Regions from separate parts of the Macaca mulatta genome. Here region 2 is linked to region 1. The links are chromatin contacts, called in public Hi-C maps. All regions are on one chromosome and are shown on one strand. Each heading gives the region's core, a stretch centred on a gene start, on an enhancer-like site or on the middle of the called end of the contact. The rest is flanking DNA. Distances are from core to core; before and after follow the strand shown.

The links. Hi-C and Micro-C count contacts between places; a contact is called where the count stands out from the background.
Region 2: a contact with region 1 is called in a Hi-C map of blood, with 5 times the contacts expected there. The contact joins the promoter of KAT2A here to the promoter of CNP in region 1. A contact is called at or near these places in 7 of 14 Hi-C or Micro-C datasets (CD4 T cells, blood, cortical neurons and 4 more).

The regions. Positions count from the first base shown.
Region 1 is chr16:66,306,195-66,309,731 of T2T-MMU8v2.0, forward strand. It overlaps CNP (2',3'-cyclic nucleotide 3' phosphodiesterase), which reads left to right and starts at 1,777. Exons shown (of 4, transcript NM_001035528.3): 1 at 1,777-1,926; 2 at 2,991-3,537. The coding sequence starts at 1,924. ODAD4 (outer dynein arm docking complex subunit 4) reads left to right here. Exons shown (of 11, transcript XM_028836483.2): 11 at 56-711. The coding sequence ends at 71.
Region 2 is chr16:66,458,117-66,462,087 of T2T-MMU8v2.0, forward strand. KAT2A (lysine acetyltransferase 2A) reads right to left here and starts at 2,249. Exons shown (of 17, transcript XR_013406792.1): 1 at 1,848-2,249; 2 at 1,603-1,711; 3 at 1,117-1,262; 4 at 923-1,012; 5 at 434-615; 6 at 142-333. It overlaps HSPB9 (heat shock protein family B (small) member 9), which reads left to right and starts at 3,719. Exons shown (of 3, transcript XM_015119686.3): 1 at 3,719-3,880; 2 at 3,882-3,971. The coding sequence starts at 3,728.

The DNA.
Region 1 (3,537 bases), core at 527-3,026:
CGGCCTGACATGAACAAACTTTTATCTTTCCTCCCACTTTTCTCTTATTTTTCAGAAGCTTTACTGTATGAAGATAGAATAATAACAGAGAAGGACATGAGGAGAGTGAGAGATGAGCCCGAGAAGGTGGTGAAGCAGTGGGACCATATTGAGGATGAGAGAGAGACGGATGAGGACGATGAGGCTTTTGGGGGAGCTCTGCAGAGCACAGCAAGCGGAAAGCAGAGTGTGGAAGCAAGAAAAGCCAGAAGCGATTTGGGAGAAGTTGCCAAGGGCCTGTCAGGAGAATTAGGCACAAGATCAGGAGAAACAGGCAGGAAGCTACTAGAAGCTGGCAGAAGAGAGTCAAGAGAAATTTATAGGAGGCCTTCAGGAGAATTAGGCCAAAGACTCTCAGGAGAGTTCAGCAGACAGGAACCAGAAGAACTAAATAAACTTTCAGAAGTGGGCAGAAGAGAGCCAGAAGAACTGGGAAAAACACAATTTGGGGAAATAGGAGAAATGAAAAAAACAGAAAATGAGATGGAAAAGGAGTATGAATGAAGACACCGGTAGGGATAAGGATCAGGAAGTTGGTGTTCAGAGGGATAACGGGATCTTATTAAACTGGATTTTCAAGCGATTTATCTGTAATAGGAAAAATGAGGGTTTTACTTGTGCTGCTTTCCGTCACTATTTTGCCATTAAATAGGTGTCTTTCACTCTTGCAAACCCTGAGTCTGTCACTTTGTCTCCTCACCCCTGCCCATTCTTGGAAGAGCCTCGTGGAGAGAAAGGTGCCAAGAAGAAAGGGTTTCAGGAGGGTGAAGATACAGGAGCTTCAGGGAATGAGAAGTCACAGGGAGGAGGAGAGGGGAAGGCCTGGGAGGAGAGGTGCTTCCCAGACACCGGTGACTGACTGAGTCCTTCCAGTGCGCAGGACACCGGGAGGCTTTATGGATGGAACAGTGGTGGGGTGGCCCCAGCTAGCACAGGCAGGAGAATGCCCCAAGCCAGAACTAAGCGAATGCTGGGACTGAGGCCAAAGATAGGGGAGTGGCCTGGGAGGGCAGACAGACTCCACCTCTGACAACTCTGGGTGGCACAATCAGGTAAATCAGGCTCGCCAAGCTGGCTTCTCTGAACAATGGGATACCTGCCTCAGGGGTTGCTGCGAGGACTGAGTGCTTAGCACAGCACTTGGTACAAGAAACTCAAAAATCCAACGGAGCTCTCAGTGGTTTCACAGAGGTGGTGGCAGCTGAGCATCTGGCCTCAGAGGATGTTAGGATTTCACTCCGTTACTCATCTGTCCCTTTGGCCATTGCCATCCTGGTCTGTCTCCACAACTTCTAGAAGGAAAGGTCGGGGCTGAGACTGACTTTCGGCTGGCACAGGGACCGGACGAGGTCAGTGAGGCATTTCAGATGCAGAGTTTACCGGGATGCCAGCAAATTGCATAATACTTTAATCCAATGTGGTTTAAAAAAAAGTTTTTAATTAATGCAAAAGTCCATGATGAATAAAATATCAAAAATTAAAGATAGGATCCAACCTTGCACGACCCTGCTTCACTCACTTCCTGCTAATCCACGGGACCGGGGAGGGCGACTGAGTTACCCCTCGACACACAGAAAAAGGTAGCGGCCGTCCAGCTCGCAGGCGCAGTGAGTGGGTGCGCGTGGCGCGGCGGGCGCGCGCAGGGGGCGGGGCCGGGCCGGGGTTCCCGCGCGCGGCGGGAGTTTCGGGTTTCGGTTCGCAGCGCCTGCGCGCAGAGGGGACGGCCCGCCCCGGCCCGCCCGGGTGCCCGCTCCGCCCCCGGGCTATGTAAAGCGGCCGGGCTCGGGTCGTGCCACCGCTGGACTCCCGTGTCCCTCCGCGCAGGCGGGCGGCCCCGGAGCGCTGGTGCCGACAGAGGCGGCGACGGCGGCGCCCCTCCTCATCATGGTGAGAGGCCAGGCGGGGCCGGGCACGGGGTAGCACCGGGGCAGGAAACGAGTGTCGGGGCCCCTCGGCAGGAAGCGTCTTGCAAACGAGGACCCGGGGCTCCGGGCTCGACTTCCAGTTGTCTTGGTACTCAGGGCAGCCCTGAGGTCTGGAAGAAGCTGGGCGGGGGGTTCGGAGTGCCGGAGAGGCCGCTGGAGAGGGAAACGGTAGCGTTCCTCAAGAGGGGACTCGGGACCGTCTCATCACGCGGAACCGCTGCCCCGCGCCCGGGTGCGCGCGGGAGGCGGAGCCAGTTCGGAGGAGGGGACCCTTTACGGTAAAAGCTGCCCTCTCTTGTGGCTTCTAGAAGATAGGAAAACAAGTGGCTCCGAGAGGCGGTTCAGACACACAGCACAGCGGCGGGCAGAGCTGGATCCTGATTGCAGGTGCCCTGTGCTGCCTTGTCCTGGACAGGCACAAAGACCACGACTTTGTGGGGGCCGGGAGAGGGTAGAGGAGGAGGTGGCAGGCTCGGTGAAAGAGGGCCTTTGTCCAGTGCTCTCCTGCCCTGCCCCCCACCAGCCCTTCTGTGGGACCATTGTCCCCGCATGCCAGACAAGAGAGTATTATCTCTTGCGGCCATTGTTGGGGGAAGGGAGGCAGTCTTGGGGTAACCCTTCTCCACTCCCCACCCTTCTCTGTGCACTCAGCCGTGGCAGCTGTGGCTTGGCCCAGACACAGAGACCCCCACCTCCAAAGAAGACGTCCTTAGTAGGTGCCAAGCATATAAGAGTGAGGCCAGTCCCAGAACCGCAGGCTCCTGGCACGCCCTGCATGCCTCCAGCACGTTTTCCTTTCCGAGGTGGCAGCAATGGGGAAAGCGCACGCTTAGGAGAGCTTCAGACAAGCTTCCCTCTTCCTCCTCCACGACCAGAAGCGGAAAGGTGCTCCCGGACCGAAAGGGACAGAAGGTCCAGCACTGCCCTGCTTCGGAAGGCACCCACACCCAGTCTAGGGACTAGGGGTAAGGCCGGCGGGGAGCCCGCGAATGACCTGGGCTGACATCTCTTCCCCTCCTTACACAGAACAGAGGCTTCTCCCGAAAAAGCCACACATTCCTGCCCAAGATCTTCTTCCGCAAGATGTCATCCTCAGGGGCCAAGGACAAGCCTGAGCTGCAGTTTCCCTTCCTTCAGGATGAGGACACGGTGGCCACGCTGCAAGAGTGCAAGACGCTCTTTATCTTGCGCGGCCTGCCAGGAAGCGGCAAGTCCACGCTGGCACGGGCCATCGTGGACAAGTACCGTGATGGCACCAAGATGGTGTCGGCCGACGCTTACAAGATCACCCCCGGCGCTCGAGGAGCCTTCTCCGAGGAGTACAAGCGGCTCGATGAGGACCTGGCTGCCTACTGCCGCCGCCGGGATATCAGAATTCTTGTGCTAGATGACACCAACCACGAGCGGGAACGGCTGGAGCAGCTCTTTGAAATGGCCGACCAGTACCAGTACCAGGTGGTGCTGGTGGAGCCCAAGACGGCGTGGCGGCTGGACTGTGCCCAGCTCAAGGAGAAGAACCAGTGGCAGCTGTCGGCTGATGACCTGAAGAAGCTGAAGCCTGGGCTGGAGAAGG
Region 2 (3,971 bases), core at 999-3,498, 150 kb after region 1:
TCTGCCAGGTAGACGCCCAGATCCCAGAAGGCCCATGGAGGGAGAGGAGGGACCAATCCAGGAAGCCTTCCTGGAAAAAAGGGGACAACAGGGAGGATGTGAACTTGGGGCCAAATCCTGATAGGCCAGAAGGAGCCTTACTTGGGGAAGTGAGTGAGGATGAGGGTCCTCTTCTCAGGCACCAATTTGTCCTTCTCCACTCGGAACTTTTCCAGCAGCTGCCGGCGGGTAACGGTGAAAATGGACCGGAGAAGGCTTCGCCCAAAGACATGAGTGGTTTCGTAGCGGGGGAGACTATCACAGCTCTGGGGCACGTGGCAGTAACAGAGCCATCTGGAGTAGGGAGTTGAGGGGGAGACAGGTGAGGGCGGAAACCACTGAACCCAGGCTGGGCCTGCCAGCCTCCCCCGAAGCTGCCCCTGGCTGGGCCTACCTGGTGTAATTGACCTTGTAGGTAGCCACATCTTCAGCCTGAGACCTCTGCCGAAACTGGGCAGGTGTCTCAAGCTTCCAGTAGTTAAGGCAGAGCAAGAACATCTTTGAGAGCTCGAACATCGTCTGCCGCTCCCGGGGAGCCAGGTGACTAAACTTGTACTGCACAAAGTTCAGCACACCCTGAGAAGGGGTGGGTGGGGAATAAAACCAGGAATGAGATGTGAGCAGCCTGCAGGGCCTTCTTAGACAAAGGAAGAGGCTCCCTGAGGCCAGGGACAAGGTTCTCCTCTCTCTCTCGGGTGCTTTCTATAGAAAAGCTCTGCCCCCTCCCTACCACCATGCCCACCCTGAGGTTAGCACAAAACACCCTCCCTTCTCTGAACCTCCCCACGGTTCTCAGCTTGAGGAGGATGGAGAACACAGGCTCCCCACTCCTCCAAGCTGTCCCCAATTCTCCTCTCCGCTATCTCCAATTTCCCTATCCCACCTGCTCAATATTAGGTTTCTCAAACGGAGGGCTGCCCAGGGACCCCTCCACCACGGGCCGGGTCATCTGCAGGATGCACTTCCGCAGGAGCTAGAGAGAAGAGGAAGGGGCATAGAGGGGAGCGGGGCAGAGCTGCAGACAACCCCTCAAGGCCCCACCTCCTTCATTCACACCCTCCTTCAGTAGAAGCTCACCTTGAAGAGGTAGAAATAGACCTGCTTGGTGTCTGTGTCCTCCTCCTTGTGAACAGACATGAAGAGATTCTCCACATCCACCACCATCCCCAGCAGCCGGTTTATTTCATCCTCTGACACATTCTCCAAGTGAGATACGTGGTCAGCTGCAAGACAGATGACAGAGTTGGGAAAAATTGATAGAAGAAATCAACAAGGCTTCTTGACCCTCTTCACAGCCAACCAAGATGCACACTCCGTCCCTCCAACCAGTGTGACCAATAGTGAGACTGACTGCTGCGATAACAGCCATTGGGTTGCCTGGGCCTGTTCTGGGCTGAGAGATTTCCTTTCCCCTCCCTTGGTGCATACACACCCCCCAACCCAATCCCTCCTTCGAGGCATCTTTGATTTTTCAGAGATGAGGCTTTGTGGCACTTGTCACCCTGTCCAAGCAGCTGCCCCCAGCTCCAAGGGCGCTGCCTGCCTTACCCAAGGGATGCTCACAACTGCGGCACAGCTCACTCAGGTTGGCAGCTGGCTGCTGCAGATCCATGCGGGGTGCAGTGGGGGGCTTGGGGTTTTTCCAGCCATTACACTTACAGGTTTCATTGGCCTGGAGGCGGAAGGATCAGTCAATGATCTATACCTCTGGGGCAAGAGCCGCTCCGCAGCCTGAGCTTTTACCCCACTCCCACCCGAGCCCAGGGATGCCCCAAGCCCCGCCCCTTCACCCCAGGCCCCGCCCCCACCTTGCAAGCCGAGAAGACCCCTAGCTTCTCAAGCTTCTTGGCGCGCGGCAGCCCCCGGACTTGCGCCTTCCTCTGGCTAGCGCGCTGCTGCTGGCTCAGGCCAGGTCGAGCCGGATCCCCCCCGCTCCCGGCCCCCCCACTTCCTACCCCGGGCCCCCCAGTCCCTGTGCTGCCGGCTGGGGCTGCAGCTGGGGCAGGGGCTGGTGCCGGGGTGGGAGTCGGAGTCGGGGCTGAAGCCGGGCTGGGTGCAGGAGTCGGAGTTGGGGCAGGGGCTGGGGACTGAAGGGGCCGGGGCTGCGCAGCTGGGGCCGGGGTCGGGGCCTGGGAAGGTTCCGCCATGGCCTCCCCCGCAGCGGAGAGCGGCGCCGCGCTCCCAGCCCTAGGGCCGCATGGGCAACCGGCGTTCAGTGCGCAGGCGTCGCTGCGCGGCGCGTGACGGGAGTTGTAGTCTTCCAGCGCCTTCCCCCACTGCCTCCAGCTTCCAGACTTTTCTGTCTGGTCTCTTGGCCCCTGACAGCCAAGTGAGGCCTGAGCGAAGGCCCCACATTGACCCCTCTTGACTTGTAATCTCTTTTAATGGTGTCCGGGAGAGTCACGATGGCTGTCCTCTTGGGGACAAGGAGTCTTGGGGACAATCGTGGGGTCTGCCTCTTTCCTGCGCCTCTCTCCCACTTAACCCCCTCCCCCAACTCGCGCACAGGCCCTGCCCCACGCGGCTCCGGACATGGAATTGCAGCTGCGGTAAAGATGAGACGTAACAACAGTTCTGCAGCAGTGTGGTGGTGACTTGGGTGTGTTCTCCTCCTGACATTCACCTGCACCTTTTCGTGCGCTTTTCTGTATGTATTTAATAGCATCACTCAACAAAAGGGAGTTTATCAGGCCGGGTGGCTGGCTCACGCAGGAGAATCGCCTGAGCCTAGGAGTTCGAGACCAGGCTGGGCAACATAGGGAGACCCCATCTCTACAAAAAAATAAAAAATAAAGTTTATAGACCGGACGAGGTGGCTCACGCCTGTAATCCTAGCACTTTGGGAGGTCGAGATGGGAGGATCGCTTGAGCCCAGGAGTTCGAGATTAACCTGGGCAACATAATAAGACCCTGACTCTTAAAAAAAAAAAAAAAAAAAAAAAAAAATCAATTAACAGCACCAGAGGCATAGCTGTGGTTACGATGGTCACCAAGAAGGCTACTGTGGAGGGTGAGGCAGGGGACGGCTAAGCCTTTCTCTGCGCACTGGGAGCCGCTCTCCTAAAGCCCCGACTGCATCTTCATCTTTGTGGCCCGAACCCAGACCACAGCCTGCATCACAGGAGACCCCGGGGGGCGGATGAATTAATGCAGCCGGAGAGACCAGTCCGCCTCCTCGTCTCGCGTGTCCGCGTGGGGTTGTGGGTGGTCAGGGAGAGGTAGGGTGGATGACCCAGAAAGGCCGCCCTCCCCTGACTCTCTCTGGGAACAATCCTTGCCCCAGGCCTGGTCCTTAGAAGGCAAGACAGCCCCCTTCCAGCTGGGGGATCAATCTGCTGTTGGCTGCACCGCGGTCCGGCTCCCTCGGGTCTGGCCTGGTCGAGGATCCAGTTCCTTCACAGCTGCGGCCTCCTCGGGGCCCATTAACGAAGGTGGGGAAGGGCGGAGAAAGGGTCAGGGTCTAGGATGAGAGTAGCTGCGGGCGCGCCAGGGCGGTGACAGTCTGGCTCTTGGAGGTAAGATGGGCGTGACTGATTCCGAACTTCGCCTGCGTTTGCAGAAGCGAAGGGAACCGAGCGAGCGGAGCTGATCTCGGCTAGGCCACGGGACGCCCCTCTCCGGGCGTCCGCGCGCCTAGCTCTGCGCTCGGAGCCTCGCGCCCTTGGACAGCAGTTAGTTGCTGACTCGGATGCAGCCGATCGGTAACACCTTCTCCGAGAGCCGGGTGGCATCCCGGTGTCCCAGCGTGGGCCTCGCTGAAAGGAACCAGGTAGCCACAATGCCGGTGCGGCTGCTCAGGGAGAGTCCGCCAGCGCAGGAGGACAATGATCATGCCACAGACGGGTTTCCAAATGAAGATGGATGCCCACGGCTTCGCCCCGGAGGAGCTGGTGGTGCAGGTGGACGGCCAATGGCTGATGGTGACCGGACAG